2 separate regions of the Oncorhynchus mykiss genome follow, and region 1 is linked to region 2. A link is a contact called in public Hi-C data. All regions are on one chromosome and are shown on one strand. The core of a region is the stretch at or near the end of the contact, and the rest is flanking DNA. Distances in the headings are between cores, read along the strand shown.

Region 1 (6,441 bases), core at 1,473-3,972, 83 kb after region 2:
GAACTATCGAAATGTGATTCTCAGGAAAATGTGACGTCCTGGAGTTAAGTCTAACCGTTTTGTATCGTATCTACAATTAGATGTCTCGACTGATAAACATGTGGTTGTTTATTTCAAACAAATAAAACAATAATATTATAAAACAACAATAAAACAATTCTGAAAATACACCATGTATTTGATACCATTCCACTAATTCCACTTCAGTCATTACCATGAATGAGTCAAAGGGCTTCTGAGTGGCGCAACAGTCTAAGGCACTGCATCTCAGTGCTAGAGGCTTCACTACAGACCCTGGTTCAATTCCAGGCTGTATCACAACTAGCCGTGATAGGGCAGCCCACAATTGGCCCAGCATTGTCTGGGTTAGGGTTTGGCCAGGGAAGGCTGTCATTGTAAATAAGAATTTGTTTTTAACTGACTTACGGAGATAAAAACTAAAAATAAAAATGAGCCTGTTCTCACCAACTAAGGTGCCACCAACCTCCTGTAGTTTCTACGTTTCTTTCCCTCTCATTGGTTGTGCTTCACGGAGCACTCTGTCTGTGAATAGAGTTCAGAGAGAAGGGCTTATCAGGTGATAGCAACCACACCTCTCCTCATAAACAGCATCATGTTGGCCGGGATCTCTCTCTTGAACTCACACGCCATGGCCTCAACTGTCTGAGTATACTGCTCTACAAAGGTATACTGCCCTATACCCTATATACGGATCATAAAATGTTAACCAAATTCATAGTTACCGTTATTTGCCTTTGTAGGAAAGTATACACTAACTATGTTTTATGTTAGTATACACTACCGTTCAAAAGTTTGGGGTCACTTAGAAATGTCCTTGTTTTTAAAAGAAAAGCACATTTTTGGTCCATTAAAATAACATCAAATTGATCAGAAATACAGTGTAGACATTGTTAATGTTGTAAAGAACTATTGTAGCTGGAAACGGCAGATTTTTTATGGAATATCTACATATGCTTACAGAGGTCCATTATCAGCAACCCTCACTCCTGTGTTCCAATGGCACGTTGTGTTTGCTAATCCAAGTTGATCATTTTAAAAGGCTAATTGTTCATTAGAAAACCCTTTTGCAATGATGTTACCACAGCTGAAACCTGTTGTTCTGATTAAAGAAGCAATAAATCTGTCCTCCTTTAGACTATTTGAGTATCTGGAGCATCACCATTTGTGGGTTCGATTACAGGCTCAAAATGGCCAGAAATTCTGAAAGTCGTCAGTTTATTCTTGTTCTGAGGGGTCTCGTGGTTGATTTGGAATCCAGTGTACGAGAAATGCTCCATGCACAACGATCATAGATCAGGGATTCCTGTTGTGTATTATTATTCTATTATATTGCCCTGAGAGCCTGGTGCTGGTGGTTCTAGAACATGATGTTTTTTATAGTGAATAGTAAAGAGACCTCCTGCCATTGTCCCTGTCTTCAACTCTCCTCTGAACAGCAGTTCCTTCAGGCCCTGATTCATTCAGCCCAAATCTTCCTGTTTCATCTTCATTGTTTGCCCTTCCTGAGATACATCTCTCTCTTTTTTTCTTTCTCTCTCTCTCTCTCTCTCTCTCTCTCTCTCTCTCTCTCTCTCTCTCTCTCTCTCTCTCTCTCTCTCTCTCTCTCTCTCTCTCTCTCTCTCTCTCTCTCTCTCTCTCTCTCTCTCTCTCTCTCTCTCTCTCTCTCTCTCTCTCTCTCTCTCTCTCTCTCTCTCTCTCTCTCTGTGTGTGTGTATGATTCACCTTTACAGTGCACAGGGTTCATGTCCTCAACCCAAAGATTGTATATAAATGGACAAAGTCATCGATCACGTGACACCATTCATACCAATGTGAGGACTCAATAGCACATTTGAACCCAAGGAAGTCAGTTAAGATGGTGTCTCATGGAGACATAAAATGCGCAGTTTGAGCTACTCCAGGAAGTGACGTTTCAGGCTAGCTCAGTGCTGCCCCCTCTCATTAAATAACTCCAGTTGAAGGCCGACCTGGGTAGGCAGGCTGCCATTAGCAACTAAATTATCGTTATAACGTCTTCTGTGTGTGATTTTAAAATATTCAGTTCAAGGATATACATCTGGTGTATTAGAAGCAATTAGTGGTACCTTGAATGCCTTGGATTTGTATTTATTTACACAAATATTTAGCACAAATATTTGCATCCTGTTTCTTTAATAAAACAATGCCTATAGTACAGTGGTTGGCCTTGAACTCCGTGGCTTCAATGAGAGGGGCCAGTCGTTCTCCCCTTCCTCAACCACACTGCCTGCTGGTTCGGCCATAACTGGCAAACTGAAATATCAGAATTTCCCCTGGAGCAGTACCTGGCTTTGTGTACTTAATAACATAGTTTCCTGCCAGGTCACTGTTTGCGCAACCTTAAGAACGAGTCTCCTGTCCTGCCCTTTTATTTTTGAGCAGTGTATTTTGTGTTTTGATTTTGTTCTGTTTTGTTGTTACAGTTGTTGATGTGTCAGAATGTTGCTTTAACTAGGTTTTCTTGGTATGTCTTGCCTACTTATCATTATGGATGCGATGTTAACCCCCATCCTGTCATGAGTAACACATTCAGCACGAATAACAACAGTAGGCCTACAATACATGTCAAATTGCTGTGAACACACACACTATCCCCCCCATTCCCCCAGTTACAGTCAGCTAGGAGTACTGTCTCTTTAAGATCTTGACGCCCTCTCCCCAACACCCCTGAGGTCATTGGCCTTCCTTAGGCTGCCTGCCAAGTGCTGTGTTACTGTCAAGGGTTTACAGAAATGGCAGCAAAGCCATTAGTCTAGACTCTTTTCAACAGGCAACAGGCTGGCCAGTGTGAGGGGCCAAACAGAGAGGAGAGAGGAGGGGACGGGAGGAGGGGGCTTTCATTGAATAGCCTGAATACTGATTTACTGTTGAAACACAGACAGGTGCAGTCTGCAGATTACATGTACAGTACATGTGACCTACAGCCCTGTATACTGTAAAGGCTGTATAGTGTAAAGGCTGTATACTGTAAAGGCTGTATATGGTACAAGTGATACTATCATTACTACAGTATGACTGATGTTACTGGTTATGCCTACTGATACAACAAACAATTAGATTACTACTACTACTACTACTACTAATTTGACTAATTCAACTAATAATACTGCTACTACAACTACTACTACAACTAATACTAGTACTACTACTAATAATAATACTGATACTTCAAATACTACATCTACTACTACTACAACTAATACTACTACTACTACTACTACTACTACTACTACTACTAATACTACTATGAATACTACTAATGCTGCTGCTACTACTACTACTACTACTACACCTACTACTATTAAAACTACTACTGTTACTACTAGCACATGCCCTACTAATACAACGAATACTACAACCAATACTACTAACACTAGCTACTACTACTACTACTATTAATACTAGCATATGATCTACTACTACTACTGCTAATACTACTAGCATATGTGCTACTAATACAACTAATACTACTACCAACACTACTAGTGCTACTGCTACAACTACTACTACTAATACTACTCCTAATACTACTAGCATATGACCTACTACTACTACTCCTACTAATAGTACTACTACTATGTCTAATACTACTACCACTACTACTCCTACTAATATTACTACTACTATGTCTAATACTACTACCACTACTACTTCTACTACTACTCCTACTAATACTACTATGACTAATAATAATACTACTATGACTACTACTACTACTACTACTACTACTACTAGCATATGACCTACTACTACTACTACCTGTTGATTTGACTAACAATACATTACTACCACACCTCTCTGATTCAGGAGGGTTGGGTTAAATGCGGAAGACACATTTCAGTTGAATGCATTCAGTTGTACAATTGACTAGGTATCCCCCTTTCCCTTTCCCATTTACTACTTCACCACCAGTATTATATTGACTAATAATATAGTACAATTAATGAAAATGTAGTTACAGTTATCAGTTAGAGTGAAGTCTAAATGCAATGTAAGTACATATTCATAATGAATAACACATGATCATCACACATTTTGCTTAAAGAAACATAGAAAGTAAATATTGTAGGGGCCTGTGATTGACTACCCCTTTGGTTAAATGATCTGTGCTGTCTGGGTTCCTTGGGACATCCGTACATTGCGCCCCCATGTGGTGGTGCTGGCTCCTGCAATGCTTGTGGTATACTGACATTCAGCAGCATCAAGTGGTAGAAAGTGAGAACTACAACTGTGCATCATATGACTAGTAATATGCTATAACACCATTCTCCACCATTGGTAAACACACACAGGTTTACGTTCATATACTAGAATGAATGTTGAATCTTTTTTTTCTTATCGTGGCCAGGTCAGAGCACACTTTGGATAGAAGTTGACACTCCAAACCTATCAGAACTCACCATTTCTTCTAAAATGGATTGAAAAGTCCCCAGATGGTGCAGAGCTGATTAGTGTAAGCTGTAATGGGGGGAGAGGGTAGGGTGGCGGGTCAGGATGTCTTGTCCTGGTGGGGTGGGTGGTAGTGGCGGAGACCTGCTGCCCTGCTAGAAATCTGATTAACAGGTTGAGGAGCCCAGTTGAGGGGGCCAGATCATGTGTGGGAAATTCTCTTGGTGAAGTGGTGCTATGACCAGCCAACATGGCCAGGATCAGTATGGGACCCCTGTGGGCAGTCATTGTGGAGGGCTGTGTGTGGGGAGACCACCTGACCACAACACAGAGTACATCCAATGATCAGCACCCACTTAGAGCCAGTCAAAGGTATTTAATATGTCATTCGAGATGGTGTAGCAGTCAGGCGTCTTTGTCTTAATCTTGTCGTGTCCCGTGTATTTATATTTTTTCTTCACATATATTTCATATATATTTTTAAAATATTTTTAAACTCCAACATACTCTCCTGCAACCCGCCTCACCCAATGTGGTATGGATCTTCTATTTCCTTTACTTTAGAACTGGAACCCCCAACAGAAGCTAGCCAGCTAACTAGCTACTAGCTAGTAGTCAGCTAGCCACTGCTAGCGGTAATCAGCTAACCTTTAGCCCGGACAGCTCCTGGCAGTCTGCACAGCGTGATTCAAACCAGAGCATACCGGACTCTTTTTCCCCACATCTCCGGATTCCTACCGCAAGCTCTGAAACTTTCCACCTGGATCATTGTAGCTAGCTAGCTGCTGTCCGATTTGCTACTCCTGGCTGACGTCTCTGCCCCGAAGCAAGCACCAATTAGCCTGGAGCTAGCCTATGCTAGGCCCATCTCCCGGCTAGCTGAAGAGGTCCATCAGCCACTTCCTTGGGCTACATTACCTATTTTACCAATTGGACTGGACCCCTTTACTGCCGATACGGAGCCCCGCCGATCCTTCACAACTGGTCTACCGACGTAATCCGCCCGAGGGGGTTTTCAACAGGCTCCTCCGTCGCGACGTCCCCTGAATGCCCATTTGCTAGCCTGCTAGCCGCGGTCTGCTAGCTGTCTAGAGCATATCAGACTGTTAGCTGAAGAGGTCCATCAGCCTATTTTCTTGGGCTACAATACCTATTTTGCCAATTGGCCTGGACCCTGTTACTAAACTGAGCCCTGCCGATCCATCATGACTAGTCTGCTGACGTAAATGCCCGAAGGGGCTACAACTGACTCTTCCGTCGCAATGTCCCCCTAAGGCACTTCTGCTAGCCTGCAAGCCCCAGCCCGCTAGCTGTCTGAATCAACGTGTCTCCAGCTCGCCTCGCTACTCACTAGACCCCATGATCACTCGGCTACGCATACCTCTCCCTAATGTCAAAATGCCTTGTCCATTGCTGTTTTGGTTAGGGATTATTGTCTTATTTCACTGTAGAGCCTCCAGCCCTGCTCAATATACCTTAGCTAGCCCTTTTGTTCCACCTCCCAAACATGCAGTGACCTCACCTGGTTTAAATGGTGTCTCTGGAGACAATACCTCTCTCATTGTCACTCAAAGCCTTGGTTTACCTCCACTGTATTAAAATCCTACCATACCTTTATCTGTACATTATGCTTTGTATCTATTCTTCCATGCCCAGAAACCTGCTCCTTTTAATCTATATTCTGAATGGACTAGACGACCAGTTCTTATAGCCTTTAGCCGTGCCATTATCCTACTCCTCCTCTATTCCTCTGTTGATGTAGGCCCTGCAGTGCCTAGCTCCACTGCCATTCCCCAGGTGCTCTCATGTTGACTTCTGTAGCCATAAAAGCCTTAGTTTAATGCTTGTTAACATTAGAAGCCTCCTCCCTAAGTTTGTTTTAGTCACTGCTTTAGCACACTCGGCCAACCCGGATGTCCTAGCCGTGTCAGAATCCTGGATTAGGAAGACCACCAAAAAAAACTGAAATTTAAATCCCTAACTATAACATTTTCTGACAAGACAGAAATGAAT
Region 2 (6,991 bases), core at 785-3,284:
CATGCCATCACCACTTAATGTAGTCGGCACATACGCTCATACAGGATAACACTTACATCCTAAATTCACTTTGTCAGGCAAAGACTCAACTTCAAAACTCAAAAGAACAATGACTTGTTTCCCCACTCTCGCCACCTTGTCTGCGTAACATCAAACGACAAATATCACATACACCGGGAATCTTTGACCTCAACATTTATATCTACCGCACCCCAGTTACCACTCCTTTCATTAGTGCCTTTTTCTTGAGAACGAAGTAAAACGAATGGGGGTACGTGAAGTGTTTTGAGCACATTCTTCCTCTGCCCAACAGAAACACAATCAATTTATCACTAGACCACTTCTGGTTACCCTCACCAATTCCACATGACCAAACTATTTTTTCACCCACCCGTGAAACCACAAATGGATCAGCCTAAAGGCAATAGTCCACTTTGTCCATAAACTTCACTCCTGTCAGACTCTTCATCCCGATCCTCGGTGCATACCTCAGTCTCTGGTGGCTTTACCGCACCTACCATTGCCAATACTTCACCCTCATTCACTTCCATTTCTCCTCCTGTCTTCTGCTCCCTATGCTTACACTTTCTACCAGTCTTCTTTGACAAACCATCTCCCTTTTCCCCACCATTTTTATCAGACTCAAGCTCACCCTCAGACCTCTTCTCCCTCTCCTTTTCCCCCTCTGTCTCTGCATTGCTTTCCACATGCAAATAATTAACACAAAGCATTACCCCATAGGAGGCCTTCCCATTTGTCTCACCTGTGCTGGAATGTAGGTACCTCAGATAATGACTAGAGCTAAAAATAGATTATACCTAGGGTTAGGGGTTTTAAGGCAAAAAACTATTGTTTATAGCTCTTTTGCGCCTCCCTGTGGCCATAATCTGAGGTAGCAACAGCATCAGATCTCCAAATCAATGAGCTAGACCTATCCATTTGGTTTGCAACTAGGTGAACCTGTACTATTGAGCACATTTTGACACATCAAATTATCCAGCAGCCATCTAGAAACAACAAATCGTCAAAAAAAATAGGTTATTTCTAAATGTAAAAAAGAATGTATTCTGGCTGTTTAATAAATCGGCCACATCTTGAAACTTCGTTCAGGGACTTGCGGTTTGTTTAGGTTTACACCTTTTTCTGAAGGAGGTCACAACAACGTGTACACAGGCGAACAGTTAACTTGCTCACCAAGTAGCCTTGTTGATAATAAGTTACTTGAGATAAGCCTATGAGTTTAATGTGGGCACGTTTTGTGAAGTAGGACAATGGGCTGGGAATAGAACGTTCTGGAGGCGAGTTGGAGCCACGGTGCTCAATAGATCTAATAGGAGCTGGCAGGGTGAAAAATGCCCTAAAATAAGATCTGTTTTTTTCGCAATTACTTAAACTATGGCAAACAGTTAGGACAGATGGTAATATTATGAAACTGGGCTACACTGCGGATGTAATTAACCAGTTATGACAAAGAAACGTTAATTTCATATGTCCAGCCTAGCACAGGCCACGGTCAATATCTCAGTGGGCTACACACTGAGTTTGTGTCATTGTAACATTCACTCTTCCCCCTCCACTTTAACGGTCCTACAACATTAAACGTTATAATAATAAAATTACAGTTTAAAACACAACACGGGCTTTCTTGTGCCCATTTCCATGTAATTATTGGTGCTCATGCAATGGTGTCATGTTAGTTAGCTAGTAAACGCTGACATTAGCTTCAATAAAGCTAGCAAAACTTGCACGCGCCTTTTTTTGCTAACGTGGAACAGATGTTGTACAGAATGGATTCTGATCATATACTTGCACATCAAAACATCTTAACTATAATACTGACGCCGTTTTGATGGACGAACACGTATTAAATAGTTTAACTTACTTTAAGTCTGTACAGACACGAAACGTCGGTCACGCTGAATCTTCCGGAAGAGAAAGAGGGTCGTCACCGGAAGGTAGAGGAATTTGTAGTGCCCAGATATTATTGGTCCATCATCACGCCTCGTCCAAAAAAATCAGCTTGGACGAGCGCGCTGGACCACGGGCTAGGAGGTCGAAGGTTCGAGACCTGCTCCCTGCTGTTTCATTACAGTAAAAATACATTACCACCGTAAATAGTTTTAGGATCTTTCAATTTCTTCGCGACATAGCTAGGACTAAAACATGTTTTTATGAACATGATTTTCAGCAGCAGCACATTTTGTCCAGCAATAAGTCATGCCATGACGAAATTAAATTATTATTTGGAATGTGTGATTCAGACTAGGGGTAGGCTAGTTTAGTGTGAAACCAAAGAATATCTATTTAATTGACAAGATAATCGAGTGAACACTCTAACAATGGAAATACATGTATTTAAAGATGGAAGTCAGGCGGTCGAAGGCCAGAGCAGATGGGACCATTCTAGCGAATGAGAGGTCAGATTTACGTTTGTGGCCGACAGGCGTACTCAGATATAAAGTAGTTTTTTTTTTGTGCCGAAATGCCACGCGTGCCAAGTTGTATCGGTGAATACGTAACAGCCTAACCAGTATAAAACGTGTATTCAATCAAATAAGCCTATGTAGCAATTATTATTATTATTTTTTTTAACAAATTCGACCCTTTTCATTGATCCTCATAAAAAAAATCCTAAATTCCTAGTCTTATTTTAATGAACAGATATTGGGTAGGGTAAACCCTCTCCCTTCACCTCTCCCTCTCTGGTGAAACTGGCACTGGTACACATCCAGAATAGTCCATCTCTGGTATGGGCAACCTATATCATGGAACCAAAAAATAGTCTATCAAACATAAACCACGCCGCAGAATAATAACCAATTATGAATACACACAGTTTAGTTTATTGAATAATTGACAATCTTGGACTTCAGATTACATCTAGTTGATTTTGCACAATCAGAAACAAACAAAAACAGGAATTCCAAACAGACAAAACAATCTATCACATTTCAAATATTTCTGTCAAAGCAAAGTAGCCTACTGACAAATAATAATCTCTGGTGTGGTGATCCTCGGGTGATCATGAGGATGTTAAGCATCTTTGTCGTTGTCATACTGTCCAATTGGCCTACAGTTCAATCATCTCCTTCCCTTCCTCCTGGGTGAACAGGTATGTGGCAAAGTCAAACAAAAACACCTTAATCTTATGCCAGTTTGACACCCACCATGTTTTGTTAATAAACTCCCCAAACAGCAGAAAGAGGGAGAAGATGACAGATGTGATGAGGAAGACAAGAAAGCAGCGGTAAGTATAGTAGGTCATCTTCTCCTGGCAGGTCTTCTGATCCCAGGGCACGGCGTTGCGGGCCTCGACATAGCGGATTAAGTGTAGCAAGGCAGCATCGTCCTCCCCGGTCATCCCCCCCAAGGCCTGTAGCAAGGCAGCCTCCTCCTCGGTTACCCGAGGCTTCTCAGCCACCATCTCCCTCTCATCTTCAGTAACCCCGTCTCCCTGTGCCATCTCTCTTAAGAATTCCTCTATCGGGTGATTCTATGAATCACGTCACCCTAGTTCAGGATTTCAGGTTTTTGAGATATCAATGGTCAGAAAACTGAAGAACAATGAGAGATGGAGAGAAATGCAGACCGTCTGGTGATTATAGTTTTACAGCACCAATGCTGCTTGAGTGTCCTTCCTCAAATTGGTATCCAGTCTGTCGATCAGCACTCTCAGATCTCTGATAGTTTAGCTTCCATTGTCACCTCTTCTGTTGTTGTCTGGCTTATTTTTTGTTTATCCTTTGAATGGTTATTTTTAAACTGGAATCAATAATGATCTCACCCATGCATTATACTGTCTTCTTTTCTCTCTGTCAGAGCTCAAGCGTCTCCAGGGACAGTTTGTGTTGGACAGGCTGTAGGGCAGAAATTTGTAGGCTGATTAGTGAGGTCAGGACAACTCACTAAGAAGATACAAGAGATTAAAAACAGTGGTGTAGTGGAGGGTAAACGGAAGTAAATGTATTTTATCCACTTTTTTTATTGCTTGACAGTTTACCCACCTTTTGCGGAATAATTATTAAAAGTATAGGCAGCATTACTATTTTTTTTTTACTGCAACCAGTGATCAGAGTTTACCACTACATCACTGATTAAGAGACTTTTCAGATTGAAAAGAGTTGAAGTAGAGGCAACGCTACGAGATTTCAATTCCCATAAAATGTACATTGATGATGCACTATGCAGAAATCGCTCCGCCATTTTCAGGTTGCTAAAATTCTAATAGTTCGATTAATTCCAGTTTGTGACAAAACAAGCAAGTATAGTGTAGAGAATCATTGTACCATCTAAACCACTGTGAAATATATTTTCCATAACCAAAAAATATTGTATTTTCAACTGTTTGAAGCTGCTTTACAAAACCAAAAGTAAAATACACAAAAACGAAACTTAAGACAGGGAAGCATAGAAATTGTACACCTAGAACAGATCTGCCTCTTCTTATTGCAGCTTTAACTTTTACATGATCAAAGGAATGTCACATCCCGAGAGAGAGTTGGGGGTTTCATGACACTCATTTTTGCTCCACAGCTCAAATGTATTGTAAATATCCCAGTATAGCCACTAGTCAGTAAGCATGCTAATAACAAACTGTTCGACTATGAAAGCAACATTCCATCATATAGCACTCTTGAATGAATAATGCCACCAGACCACATTACACCCTTGAATAAAGCAACAATTCAAAACCACGTTGGACAGTTAGAGTTTTTTTTATTGTCCGTACACTCATTACATTTTTGCTTCAAGACAATAGCACAGATACTGCTAGCTAGCTACCCACTAGGCACAGACATTAGATAAACATTTAGTTTTGAATTACATTTGGTTGAGTTTTCAACTAATGTGAATTCAATGTGAAATCAACCATTTTTTTTTGCCATTTCATTGGATTTAGGTTCAAAGTTGGGTTAGAAAAAAAATAAGAAATGCCTTTAAGTTGATGACCTTTTGCAAATCCTATAAGTTTTCCACATTGATTCAATGTCATCACATTGAATTTTGGGTTAAAGGGACGTAGAAACAACTTTGATTTAATCATTTTTTTCCCAGTGGGTAGCTAGCTATGAACATGTTTCATCAAGTAACGTTAGCCTATATATATATATATATATATATATATATATATATAAAAATAACAAATACCCCTCTCATACGAATTATAAAAGTGCAGTAGTCCTACCTTACAACATTAGCTTATCAAAGTTAAGAACAAACCAAGCTTCATTTTTATCAATATCATGCAGATCATTACATGTGGTAAAAGGAAATTGTGACTGAAAACATAGGTAATTCACTGGGGAGTTCGATCAGCTGCTTGCTGGCCAAATGTATATTATTTGTTCACAATCACCTCTCGCCCAAGAAAAAAAATCAGCTCGGACGAGATGCTCCTGACAAATTAAGTGTCGGGTATTTATGAATACATTATCATCATATTGGTTCAAGGATCTTTCCATTTTTTCAGGATTGTTTTTAAATGAACATGATATGCAGCAACAACACATTTCGTCCAGCAATAATTCAAGCCATGATGAAATTAAATTATCCTTTGGAATTTGCGATTCAGGTTAGGGATAGGCTAATTTGAGTGATTTGAACTCCTTGCTTTTGAGAATCTATGGTAGTGTAAAACGCTCTAATCCACACACTCAGCAGTTTACAATCCTTCTGTTTGTTGTGGGAGAGCATGTGACCCAAGGTTTGAGAGAGAGAGAGAGAATTTGAGCCTTATGCAAATGTCAATTGGTTATAGTTGAAAAAGTATAAATGGTATCAAAAAGCTGAATACAATCACCCTATTGTGCCAGTCCGGTCAGCACATTTTAAAGTTTGAATGGCGTTTCTAGCCATAACGGTTGAAAACTACTTATGGTCCAAACTTTTACCATGTCATATTATGACCATTGTAATGCATTGTGATTTGTGCAAGTACTTTTGTAGTGTGAAAAGTATTAGTAGTTTCAAAACGTTTTTTTTTTTCAAGCAAGTTGTTTTGGTGTTGGTAGATTTGATGGTTTTGGTGTTGGTAGATTTGATGGTTTTGGTGCTGGTAGATTTGATGGTTTTGGTGCTACAGGTGGTAACGGAATAATAATACATTTTGTTGAAATGATGTGGAAACAACATTGATTCAACCAGTGTGTGTCTTGTGGGAAGTATGAGCAAGCACACCTAATTATTCATGTAGACAGTTTACTTTATTGAATAATTAACCATTTTGGAGTTTAGACAATGGTTCTGATTATATCTAGTTGATTTCCTTGCACACATTCAGTAACAAATAAAAACAAAATATTTGTGTCAAAACTAAATAGCCTACTGACTGACAGGTAATCATTTCAGGTGTGGTGATCCTCAGGTGATCATGAGGATGTGTTCGGCATATCTGTCAATGTCATACTGTCCTATAGGCCTACAGTTCAATCATGTCCTCCCCTTCCTCCTGGGCGAACAGATATGTGGCAAAATTGAACAAAAACGCCTTAATCTTATGCCCGTTTGACACCCACCATGCTTTGTACATAGCCTCCCCAAACAGCACAGACAGGAAGATGATGACGAAGATGAGAAAGCAGCGGTCAGTGTAGTAGGTAATCTTCTCCCTGCGGGTCTTCTGGTCCCAGGGCAGGGCTTGGCGGGCCTCGGCATAGCGGCTAAAGTGTAGCAAGGCATCCTCCTCCTCAGCCGTCTCCCTCTCATGCTCAGTAACTCCGTCTCCTTGTGCCATCTCTTCAAGACTTCCTCTATTGGGCGATTCTATATATCCCTTCACCCTAAACCCTCTAGTTCAGGATTTCAACGTTCACAAAACTAACAAATAATTTGAGATGGAGAGAAATGCAGAGAGTGGTGATTATAGTTTTAGAGCATCCATGCTGCTTGTGTGTCCCTCGTGAAAATTGGTATCCAGTCTGTCGATTAGCACTCTTGGATCTCTGGTAACTTAGCGTCCATTGTCAACTCCTCCTCCTGTTGTTGTCTCTGT

The links. Hi-C and Micro-C count contacts between places; a contact is called where the count stands out from the background.
Region 1: a Hi-C map of liver shows a contact between it and region 2, with 3 times the contacts expected there. The contact joins the enhancer-like site here to the promoter of LOC110494710 in region 2. A contact is called at or near these places in 2 of 3 Hi-C or Micro-C datasets (blood and liver).

Annotation. Positions count from the first base shown.
Region 1 is chr17:82,249,614-82,256,054 of USDA_OmykA_1.1, forward strand. No RefSeq gene overlaps it. Among protein-coding and RNA genes, the nearest start is that of LOC110494713, 11 kb to the right of the region's middle. Within about 2 kb of position 2,723, at least 10 of the 11 cell types and tissues checked have an H3K27ac peak or open chromatin away from gene starts, as enhancers often do. A contact at or near this core is called in liver, where this site is marked.
Region 2 is chr17:82,167,767-82,174,757 of USDA_OmykA_1.1, forward strand. LOC110494710 (60S acidic ribosomal protein P2) reads right to left here and starts at 2,035. Exons shown (of 5, transcript XM_021570005.2): 1 at 1,883-2,035.